Regions from separate parts of the Gossypium hirsutum genome. Here region 1 is linked to region 2. The links are chromatin contacts, called in public Hi-C maps. All regions are on one chromosome and are shown on one strand. Each heading gives the region's core, a stretch centred on a gene start, on an enhancer-like site or on the middle of the called end of the contact. The rest is flanking DNA. Distances are from core to core; before and after follow the strand shown. Region 1 holds the start of LOC107888809 (L10-interacting MYB domain-containing protein-like). Region 2 holds the start of LOC107888904 (protein tesmin/TSO1-like CXC 2).

Evidence for each region. A called contact is a pair of places that touch in the nucleus more often than the background predicts.
Region 1: a contact with region 2 is called in a Hi-C map of leaf, with 5 times the contacts expected there. The contact joins the promoter of LOC107888809 here to the promoter of LOC107888904 in region 2. A contact is called at or near these places in 10 of 34 Hi-C or Micro-C datasets (anther, callus, hypocotyl and 1 more).

The regions. Positions count from the first base shown.
Region 1 is chrA11:109,237,956-109,244,204 of Gossypium_hirsutum_v2.1, reverse strand. It overlaps LOC107888809 (L10-interacting MYB domain-containing protein-like), which reads right to left and starts at 2,900. Exons shown (of 3, transcript XM_016813042.2): 1 at 2,692-2,900; 2 at 1,426-1,785; 3 at 409-1,332. The coding sequence starts at 1,785. The coding sequence ends at 667.
Region 2 is chrA11:109,050,326-109,056,517 of Gossypium_hirsutum_v2.1, reverse strand. It overlaps LOC107888904 (protein tesmin/TSO1-like CXC 2), which reads left to right and starts at 4,864. Exons shown (of 11, transcript XM_016813175.2): 1 at 4,864-5,098; 2 at 5,705-5,868; 3 at 5,939-6,192. The coding sequence starts at 5,036.

The sequences.
Region 1 (6,249 bases), core at 1,651-4,150, 190 kb before region 2:
GCTTGAAAAAAGAAAGTGGATCAAAAAACTGTAAATTAACAGGTTTTTTATAAGATTCTATGTTTGGACCTTTAATGCTTTTCCCATTGTAACCAAAAAGAGAAAACAACAGTTCTTTTTCTTTTCTTCTGCGTGTGTTCTGTTTGGTCATGACATTGAAGCCAATTGCTTAGTCTTCAAACTTATTTAACGGCATTCTTAAATTAAAAATGTGATCATTTACTAACTACTACTTTTTATATATTTCATGCACTTACAATGTATTAAATGATATCAACTCATTATAATTTTGTTAAAAATAAGTAGTTTTGATTTTAATGGGATTATATATAAATCCTTTTATAAAACCATATTTCAGCTTAGTTCAGTATCCTTCACAAAACCAAAATGAATACCCCTTAATCAACATATCAAACTCACTCATTACTGCCAATAAACATAAAAAGTGAACATACATTTAACTAATCTATCTACATCAAAATGGAGATTGTTAGCCATTTCCCACAAACCTTAAGGCAAGAAGGGTCCCACAACATAATTAAGCTAGATGAGATATCATCCAACTGTTAGGTTCCTAGCTTCATCACGATCATCATCTTGATCAAATACATTGAAATTAAGTTATAAAATGTTGGTAGTACTCACCATTGTGGTCATTTTATACCTTTAAGCAGCCTTGGAGCTCTCCTCCATCTCCATTTTAAGCCACCAAGCTCTGATATCACTTGACAATGACATAAATACCGTCCGCTTATCCTTGTCAATGAACAGCTTCGTGGCAAAAAAATACAATTGGCTCATCTTCGGAACTTCTTCCTCCATGTTATCAAGCATTCGAATTGCCTCCGGAATGTTGTATGGCTCAAAAGTTATCTTGGCTGAAGTTGCCGTACTCATACTTTCGGCTGCACTACACAATCTATCTATCTGCCTAGATAGTTTTGAAACCCTCCCAACTAGTTTTGGTACTTTCTCTTTACCCTTGTTGAGATGAGAAGAATCTGACTCTGGAGATCTCTTTTTCTGGTTCGGTGGCTCTGACTGGTGCTCGGATTCGGAGTGAGCCTGAGGATTCTGTTCCATGCAATGGTTATCCATCTCATTGAAATGTTCACCCATTGCCTTTTTCGACATTTGAATATCTTCTACAGCGACAACCTCCTCAACCTCTACTTTAGGCGGTTCATCATCATCAGTTCCATCAATCGACGGTAGACCAAATGTGGGTGTGAAAGTTACGTCGTCATTGATACCCTGAAACATCCAATCTAATTTGTTTTCTAATTCTGGATCAATACCACCATTTTTGAACTTTGTAGCCTCAGGCATTAGCTGCACATTTATACATGAGTGTTATTGATCTTATATACGAGAAAATAGAAAAAAGGATTAATAAAATCTTCGTTATGAAAATCAATCATGTACCTTTAACTTTTTTTCCCACCATGCCTCTGAAGTATCGATATTGTTCTTATTAGGATCCCAACCCAAACAGGTATCATTCCCTTTGAGCTGTTTCCATAGCTTCCATTCTTTTTTCAGTAGATCCCATCGATTCTTCAGCTGCGACTTTTCATATTCTTTACCAGTTTCTTTGTTAAAATTCGCAACCAACCTCGACCACCCTTCCTTTTTAAAGTAAGTTCCTCGCCTACAATTATGATCTTTTTCCTTTATGCAAAGATCACAGAATATCATCGTTAAGTTCCTGTCCCATACTGCCTTGATTTTTTCATTACTCCTACCTCGAGGAACCTCTACCGTAAGAATTCGAGCATTCTTCATCTATAACAAAGTTTTTCAAAATTAAAAGAGAAAAAGAATCATACAAACAAGCCAGTTATAGAAACACAAAAGAAATAGAAAAAAAAAATCATCTATTAAGAACTTAAGATCATCAAAGTATAAGCCATTTCCGTTTCCGAACAAAAATATACTTTAATCAGAGAATCACAGTTCAACCAACCAAACATATCCGATAGTGACCAAGCCAATAAGATTCCAGATTCGTTTATATACAGCCACATACTCACAGTAGCATCAATCGCTCACATTCGCATGCAAAAGTTGTAGGTTTGCAGATACACATATGGTTCCCAATACTAGGTGCATCCATGTCCTCGAATCAAAGAGTTGAACTTGGTTCAATACTCTTACAAAATAGTAACACTCCTCTATACATACATACATACATACATACATACATACATACATACATACATACATTAACAGACCCAGAGGCATTTACTTACATACAAAAGACACGTTTATGCATAAATAAATACACTAATTCGTACATGAAGACATAAAAAAGGCACATTCATACATAAATATACTCTCATTCTTACATACATGCTGAAACACAGATAGACACGCAACAAGGGAAAAAAAAACAAGTGAATATAATAGTCACTTTTGAAACCCTAAAATAATACATTAATAATTAGATAAATAAAATAATTAGCTCTTCATTGTTCAAGCCATGAAAAAATAACACGGAAACAAACAAACTCATTGGAGGAAAATTGCAGAGCAACACAACATAACCAAAATCCATTAATCAAAAAGCATTAAAATAAAAAACCCAGAAATGAAAAACACAAAAGAATCTATTTTTATCATCACGGACGAAATTTAAACCCCAAATTGGTGGGTTGATAAAGAAGAAACAAACGAAAAGAAAAATGGTACCTTGGGTCAAAATGAGGATGAAAAATCTATGGTTTAATGCATGAAATAAAGGGAAGAGAATTGAGATTTTTGTTGGAGAGAAAGTGATGAATCTGGGAAAGAGAACTTTGTTGCGGTTGCCCAAACGCGTGCGTTGATGGACGTTTTGGTCCCAAACGCGGTCACGAGATGGAATTGCGAATTTCGTTTGGGATTGCGTTTGAACGCAATGCCCGATTATGCCACGTGGAGCTGTTAACGTCTTGTTTGGCAGAAAATTGAGAAAAAAAAGAAAGGAAATTGGTTTTTTACGTATAATATCATATTTACTCTTCTATGTTTACATCTTTTATCCATTGGCTTTTTTCTTTTTAAACTAAATTTCACCCTTAATCTCTTAAAAAAATCATTTTACCTTTGAAAAGTGTTGAATTGCTGTTTCTTAATAAAAAATTGACTAAAATGTTATTTTTTTTAAATGACAGCTCACATGTAAATCCACATATAATTCAAGTTAATTTTTACGAATTTTTGTATTTTTTAAAATATTTTTATAATTTTTAAATTATTTGTTAACATGGTATATAAAATAATATGACATGAAGTACATATGGATTGCCATGCCAACATAGTTAAAATTTTAATATTTTAGTTATCATTTCTATTTCAAAAAATGATTTAACCTTTTTTGAAGGTTTAATTGTCAAATTTAGCTAAAAGAAAGAATGAAGGTCAAATTAACAAAATATGTAAACTTTAAGGTCTAAATTTAATGTTATATCTTTTTTTACTTAAACACCATAATTTTTTTTTCTAAAATAGAAATGTTTTAAGATTATGTAAGATAGTGTTTGGAAAGCTACCTGATAATTGGATTTTGGTGTAATTGCTTGTAATTACACGATGATGACATGTTTGGGTAACTATTATAATTGATGGGCCCCATCGAATTGAATGTAATTGGAGTACTCTAATTACACTTTTCAATTCTTAAGGGGAGAGTAAGAATTGGAGTAATTACTACACTCAAAGTGTTGTAAATCCATTAATAAATGGATGTCCATAACCCCTTCAAATTTATCCTATTGTAACCTCTAAAGAATGTGTCACATCTCAAAAACCATGTTTGAAGAAATTGGGTTAGTAAGACCAAGAGTGGTCACATCATGTTTTTGAGTAAAGGTTGTGGGAATTATGACAAGTGAAGTGATCTAGTTCATTGATTAAGGGTCTGTTTGATTGGCAGTAAAATATTTTCCGTAAAATGATTTCTGGAAAATGTTTTACTTTTCTGTAAAATGACTTACAGGAAAATATTTTCTGGTGTTTGATTGAATCTGTGTAAAATATTTTCTGCTGTTTGACAGATTTCTTGAAAATATTTTCCGGAAAAGTTGTTTTTTACATATATTAATATATATTAATAAATTTTTATATTTTAAATTGTTTTTACATATATTGCAATGATTTATTTATAATAATACTCAATAATAAGCTACAATATTGATCGTTATAAATTGGAAAAATATTATCCACAATGAGTACTAGTAAGAATATTGAATAATTATAAATTGCTTCGAAACCATAATGAGTACTAGAAATAATATTATCCAAATACATAATTAGTAGTACACCACATAGTAACAACATTGTCGAAGTGCATAATATTACACCACATAAAAGTATCAATATCTTCAACCCTGAGAAAATTTTTGAAGCCAAATTTTTCTATGCTTCTTACTTTTAACTAAAAACATTTTGGCCTCTGATTCATGACTCCCTAGATAATCACACACAGAACACAAGAAGTCATCATCAAATCCTTCTTCCTCCATCGACATCACAAGAAGCATGAACTCCACTCCAAATGCTGCCTTACTACTACTTTTACCATTTATTATTTCAAGCAGAAGCACCCCAAATGTAACAGCCCAATTTTCAGTAGTGTCAGAACAGTGATTTGAGATCACTAAATTCGATGAAGAAGTTAGAAATATTTTTGAATTAGTGAATTTTGTGATTTAAAAGAAATTATTAGGTAAATTGGGTCGAAAACGAGGTATCGAGACCTCGATATTATAAACTGAGCCGTAAATATTTTTATAAATATTTACGGAGTGTCAATAGGATAATATTAAAGTTTCGTTAAGAAATTTTAATGTTTCGATAGTTAATTATGAAAAAGGATTAAATTGCAATAGGGATAAAAGTTTAATTATAGATTAAAGAAAAGTTAAAAGGACCAAATAGGCAATTATTCCTTTTTCCAAAGTTGAGGCGGCATAAGTATAAAAATCTGAGATTTTTATGTGTTAAAAAATATTATATTATAGTAATGATTATGTTTTTATATTATATTATCATTAATATATTATATTATATTATATATATACATAAAACAAAAGAAAGAATAGAAAAAAGAAAGAAAAGAAACAGAATAGAAGAGACGAAACAGAGAAAGAAACAGAGAGCAAAACGGGCAGAGAAGGAAGGAAAGAAAGAAAGAAAGAAAGAAAAAGAAAAAGGGAAATTTAAGGTTTTAAGGATCCAAGCTCAATTGGTAAGTCAAATTAAGTCTTTTTCTTATAATTTTTGAGTTTTTGGAATCCTAGAGATAAATACTACTTGATTTATGTTGATATTTTGAAAGTTAGTAGATTGTTAGACATGAGTTATGTTGAATTAATTGATGAACTAGAGGCTAAAATGATTGAATTTTAAGTTAGAAGTTAGTAAAAGATTGATTTGTAAAATAAAATATAAGTTTTGAATTGATAGGGATTAAATTGAAAGAATCTCAAAATTAGGGATTTATGGGGAAATTGAAGAATTAAACTGAGTTTATAGTAAGAATTAAGAAAGAATATAGAGTTAGAATGCAAAAATAAAATTAGTATTGATAAGGGATTAAATTAGAATTTGATGTTGCCATAGAAGGAAAAAAATGTTCAGAATGTTATAAAACATAAGAATAAGAGATGAAGTTTAATTTCCGAGCCTTGGGGCAAAAATGTAATTATGTAAAAGTTTAGGGGCAAAATTGTAATTTTCAAAAAGTTAGAGTCGAGGGCTATTTTGATGAATGTGATTATTAAATAAGTTAAATTTACTATTTTAGATCAAGAAGTACGAAACTCGAGGTTAGACAAAGGGAAGAATAAAGTTGAAGACTAAGTTGGTAAATTTGGCTATAATTGGTACCGAGGTAAGTTTACGGTAAATAAATGCAATATTTCAATATTTATTATTAATGCTGTTAATTTCCAGCAATTATGAATTTATTTTATGAATTTATTTGATGATGATCTAAGCATGAAATGATAGAGAATTAAAATTAAAAAGTCCCGTTGATACATAAGGATGGTACTGGATACGAATGTCATGACATTTGGGTAAAGAGATCCCATGTAAGACCATGTCTGGGACATGGCATTGGCATCCTTAAGATCATGAGAGGTCCCCTGTAAGACCATGTCTGAGACATGGCATGGGCACCGAGACGAGAGGTCCCATGTAAGACCATGTCTGGGACATGGCGTTGGCACCGAGATGAGAGGTCCCCTATAAGACCATGTCTGG
Region 2 (6,192 bases), core at 3,615-6,114:
CGTGAGTGTCGGCCATCTAGTATCCAGTACCCTAAAAAAATATATTTTTTAACCCCTGGCACAATCATTAGACAATTATTGTGTTAGAATTTTATGTGGTGCCAGCCACTTAAGTCTTTCAACCTAAGTTTACTATTTATTTTAAGTCATTTGAATGATTATTTTTAAATTTGGATTATTTTTATAATTAATTAATTTTTGAGTCATTTGAATAAAATAACTTATTTTATTTTATCAGTTAGTAAATAAATAATTAAAATTAAAAAATAAATAATAAAAAAATCTAAAATTTGTAAAATAATATAAAGTTAAAGATATTAAATATTAAAAAGAGGGCAGCTTTAACCTAGAAAAAAGTTGGATGGGAAGGAACTGTGGTTAAGCACTCTCCTATTTCATCTAACCTTCAAATACCTACACTTCGCCAAGCACCCATTACCACCCTTGAATTGAAACCTAACATCCTTCCATTCAAACCTAAAATCCAAACCGCATCACCTACACAAAAACCCACCATATTTGAAGCAAAGATGTAGATTAAAAAACCTAACCTGAAATTGAGGAGGTAAAGATGCACAATCAGAACCCTAAAATAGAATTTTTTTTTATTTAGATCTATTTATAATTTATAAAATTTTAAATTAATAATAATAAAACTATGCTTAAATTTTCTTAAAAAAATATAAATTATTAAAATATATTAAAATATATAATTTAATTCTATCCTCAAAAAATTTTGAGGTGCCAGCTTTGTCCCGTATTTAGTGAGACAAACAAGCACCACTCGCTTAAATTTTTCTCTGCTTCTCCTCTCGCCAGATGATCTCATCTTCTCTCTTTTTTCTAAAGAGAAAATTTCTAAAAATCGATGAGTCTTTGGATCTATTTAAAAAAAATATATAAAGATGGACTCAGATTCTTTGGCAAAATACACATGAACTACCTACTCATCAAACAAAATTGTAAATCAAAATGAATCCAACTAAAACCAATATAAATAGTGGAAAATTGCAATATGAAATTTATATAAGATAAATAAAACTATTTTTAAATAAAAATATATTTTATTTGAATTAAAACCTAATTTTCAAAGAACCCTAATTTACCCAAAAATTGCCCAGAATCCAAATTTCTCAAAAATTGTCTTAGATTATCTTAGTTGCTTTGCATCTTGAAGCATTCATGAGTGAATGTTACAACAATTTATCCCTTAGCCCAATGTCTTTCACCTAAAATTTGATAAACCTTTCTCTCCAACCTTAAAGTAAGAGGAACTGAATTGGTGAAATTGGCCGCTTGCTTCACAATTGCATTCACGCCTTTGTGTTTTGGTAAGCCATGGATAAAGCTCACATTTGTATCGCCAACCAACAAGACAGGCTTTTTTATATAAATTACTTTAAAATTTTAATTAATTATGAAAATGATTTATTTTTTTATTATATACGTAAATTACTTGAAATAAACAGTAAAAGTTGGAGGAACTAAAGAGAATGACGCCACCAACATGCCACGTCAACTACTGAAATAAAAATATCAATTTCTTGGTGGCGCCAAGAAAAATGATGTCACTTATATAAATATTAGGGACATACAACTATTTCTTAATAATTTGGGGATTTAAATAAAATCTATTTTTGTTGGAGCCATTAAGTATGGAGTCACCACTTGTCAGGGATTTTTTTTTTGGTTTTTTAAATTTAAAATTTTTAAAAACTATATTTTATTTGATGGAGTCATTAATAATGGCGCCAACAGTGTATTGTACTTGTTTTTTTTTTAAATGCGTTTTTTTAATTTAAATATAAAAAAATTATATTTTATTTTGTGGAGTCATTAAGAATGATACCACCAATGTAAGTACCTGTTTTTTAAAATGTGTTTTTTTAAATTTAAATATAAAAAATAAAATTTTATTTGGTGAAGCCATTTCCTTTGGGGTGATGAAATAGTTATATATAACCCCAATGACAGATCAATTTAAGTTAAAGAATTTTTTTAAATTTTTATTTTGTTAGAGGATGACTGGGAGAAAAATGATAAGCCTTTTTTTCTATGTATTTGTGTTTTTGTTTATTTAGTAATTTTTTTAATTTGAAGGTATGTTTTGTTTAACGATAATTTGGTAGAGCTTTGACACTGGTAAATTTAATAGTTATTTTCGGATGCCAGTTATTTATTCGGCAACAAATTCAAATTGGTTATGTAAGTGTTTTAGTTAGTCGTGGTAGGACGATAACGAGTTTAAATTGATTATACAACCAATGGGTAGATTATTTGGAATTCCTGAGTCATCGGGATATTTAAAGGTTGTAAGGAATCTCAAATCGAACCGCACAAATGAGATCATCAATATTGGCAGCATCCGAGCAACAATTTAATAGCATTGAGAAACTTGCTTGTGTTGCGGTGACGGGTTCAAATGGCTCCACCCAATAAAATAATATTTTTTAAATTAAAAAACTAAAAAATTAAAACTATCATAAAACTAAAAAAAATGTTGACACAACATAAATAAAGTGGTGGCATCATTTTAATTGGAGCCACCCGACAAAATCACATTTTTAAAAAAATCTAAAAACCTCCCAAAAAAATAATACCCTTGAAACATTAAAAAAGTGGTGGAGCCATACTTAATCGGCTCCACCAAAAAATGAATTTTTCAAAGTCCTATAATTATTGAGAAATAACAGTATTTTCCTGATATTTATACAAGTGATGCCATTTTTCTTGGCACCACCAAAAATTGAATATTTTATTTTGATGGCTGACATGGTATGTTGGTGCGTCATTCTCTTTGGCTCAATCAATTTTTACTCTTCATTTCAAGTTATTTATGTATATAATTAAAGAAATAGGTTTTTTTTCATAATTAATCAAAATTTTAGGATCAACCAACAAGATAAGAAAGAGACACTGGGGAGAAAAGTGGAGATCAAGAGAATGAGGAAGAATTACCTCATAAAATTAATCACATGAAGTGGCTTTTGTAAATTATTATTAATTAGTAATAATTAAACATTGAAGTTGGAAGATGAAATTAAATTTATTAATTATTATAAATTGCTGAATAGAAAAATTAAATATATATTTTCATAGATTCGAATACGATAAAGTTGTTAATTTTATCGAAATTAGAATTGGATTAAAAAATTTATTTAATTAATAAATTAATTTAGTTAATTCAATCAATTAATTTAATTAATTAAATAGATAATATTTTAATAAATAAAAAAATAAATATTGATGTGGATAAATTATAAATGTTTGGATAAAAGTTCATATAACACATAATTGGAGTAAGGACAACAAACTTAGTATTTACTAGGGCATGCTGTTGTCTCTATACTCATAATTGAGGAAAAGTTGTATTTTCTATTAAATATTATTATTTAATCAAGTCTTATTTGAATATAACTCTTGTATGATTCTCTATAAATAGAAATTATGTGTTGAGCAATTTACAACCCTTATCATATGTCGTTATTCAATTCGAAAATGTTGGAAATTTATTTTACAAAATAAATTCTATTTTCTGAAAAAGAACGCATAGTTTTTGGTTATAGAGAAAATTAACTTTCTTACTAAAAGTTAATAAAAATTTTTATTTCATGTGATTTGTTTGATAAACTTTGAGCTCACAGTTGAGGTAGTTCGTGATTTGAGTAATAGAAAAAATCATTTGGTAGAAAGTCAAGATCGACTTTAGTCGACTTTGTACAAAGTACAAGTATATTTCGATTAAGTTTATTGTTATAAATAATACAATGAATTCTGTTTAAGAAAATTTAAAAGTTTCTACTATACCTAAAATAATTGTTTCTCTAAATTGATTGTTCTAATAGTTTTAAGCCTTTAGAACCCCATTTTATGTTTTAAACTTGTCCAAACACCTTTGGAATCATCCAAAATGATTTTAAAAATGTTCCAAAGTTTTCCATTCCTTTTAACCTCAATTTATGGATTTTATTTAATTGTTGAAAGTCATATTAAACTTATAAATAAGCAACAAGTGTTATGCATATGTCGTGGTAGCATCTCTTAACCGTGTTGGTCATTAGGTTGGGTAAGGAGTTTTACATGATAAGTGATTGCAAGCTCCTATCACGATAGGAGAATCAGTTTCAGAAAGTTTAAAGTAGTGGATGTTATCATTAAAATAATTGAATATTCATCTAACTAGAGAGAACGACAACAAATTCATCTTTAAAAACACTTGAAAAAGCAAGGCTAAAACTTGTACACAACAAGACAAAGACTTTTACCATTTTCATAAAAAATGTATGACTCATGAAACAACAAAAGCACAAAACTTAAGACATCATAGTCCAAATCTACTTGTGGAATAAATTATTATTCTAAAATATCCTCAAAATAGAGACATATTAAGAAGTAAACGAAGAGACACCATTTAAATATCCATGACCAACTCATTTTTCAAAAAAAAATGTTAGTAGTTGGTGAAGGTTTTACAACGATAAGCATCAACGTTTTTCAACTGAATAAATAAATAATAAAAAGTTGGTGTGATGGAAGAAAAGATAGGCAATAACTAATCCGGAATCCAACACCGTTACGGGATAGAACAAGGGCTAGGAAAGAAAAAAAGAAAAGTTTTGGGGGGTTTTGTTACTTTAAATATTATTGAAATCATCACTCCAAAACACACGACTTTATTAATTAAATGATAATCCAAACTTAATGGACGGGATTTCATTAGAATGGGGCCGGATCAACTGTCTAAATCCAATATATCAAAATTCCATCCCAAATTGATTACGGGCCTAACATAGGAGATGGACCGACCCAGCATCCCAAATTGAATAGGAAAATAGAATTACCATTTTGTTTTCCCGCCTTCCCGCTTCCTTAATCAAAAGTCTTATTATTATTATTATTTTTTGTTTTTTGGGTTTCACTTTCGACCAAATTCAAAGAAAGAGGCAAGGGAGCCTTTGACTGTCTCCGTAGGCTTTGAGCTCTAATCCTTGAAAAAAAGCAAAAGAGAGATGAAGATGTGGAGCCTTTGGTGAAAATGGATACACCACATAAAACCCAGATCACTCCGACTCCTACTTCTTCTCTTTCCAAATTTGAGGTTATTATTCTTTTTTCCTCTTGCAATTTAAAAAAAAAGTTTTAAGAATTTTGGTTTTTGTTAATTATGTTTGCTCACCTAGGATTTCTGGGTTTTGGGCATTTCGGCTTTCAATAATTAGATGCTGATTTGGGTTTTGCCTGTCAAGTTTAATTTGTTCTGCTTTTTTCGCTTTGAATTACTTTTGTATGTTTGTCGGAATTGTTGATGGGTTTTGTGTTCAGACTACAGCGTGAATTTGTGTGTTTCCCGTGTCATGTTTGTGTTTACAAGTGTAATGTAAATTTTTTACAAATTTTTACCCAATAATAATTATGCTCATGGGGTTATATATAAGTTTTGACATGCTTATAATTTGTCTCATTGAGATTTGACATTGGAAATGTTGGTAATTTATACAACTAGAGGTGAGCAGCAATACTTTCAAAATGTTGGGAATGTTGGTATTTCTTTAAATGATATAGAAGAGATACTTTTTTCCCTAGTTTGGTTTAGATTGCTCTATCTTTAGCTTGGTTCTTTGTTTTCTTGTGTACATGAGCATTTGCTGATCAGGTTATTGAGACTTACATGCTATGGTTTAAACATTGCTTTCTTCCTTTGCAGGATTCACCTGTCTTTAAGTACATTGATAGCCTTTCTCCTATTGAGCAAGCCAAGTCCAGTCAGACTGATAATGCTTTCAATTCATTAGCTTTTTTGTCCCCTTCATCTTTGTTTCCCTCCCCACAAATCAATTGCCATAGGGAATCCAGGTTTTCAGTTAAAAGGTAAAACTAAATTTTCTTATTGCTGTATTTAGTTCATGATTTTAAGTGTCCTGAATGATATTGGTTTCAGGCATCATTTCTCGGCAGATTTAAGCACTAGGGTCCTCCAGAGCAGTAATGAATCTAATGCAAGTCAGGAAGCTTCAAAAGCTGCTGGGCAATCTGGCTTGTACGATGAGCATCCAGGATGTCTCAGTAATGACGGTTCATCCAAAGGAATTAGCAGTGATCTGTTTGACAAGCAATCAGATTTAGCGGTTGAGTTGCCAGGAACCTCAAAATATGATTGTAGGAGTCCTGATGATAACCTGGAGGCTTGTGATG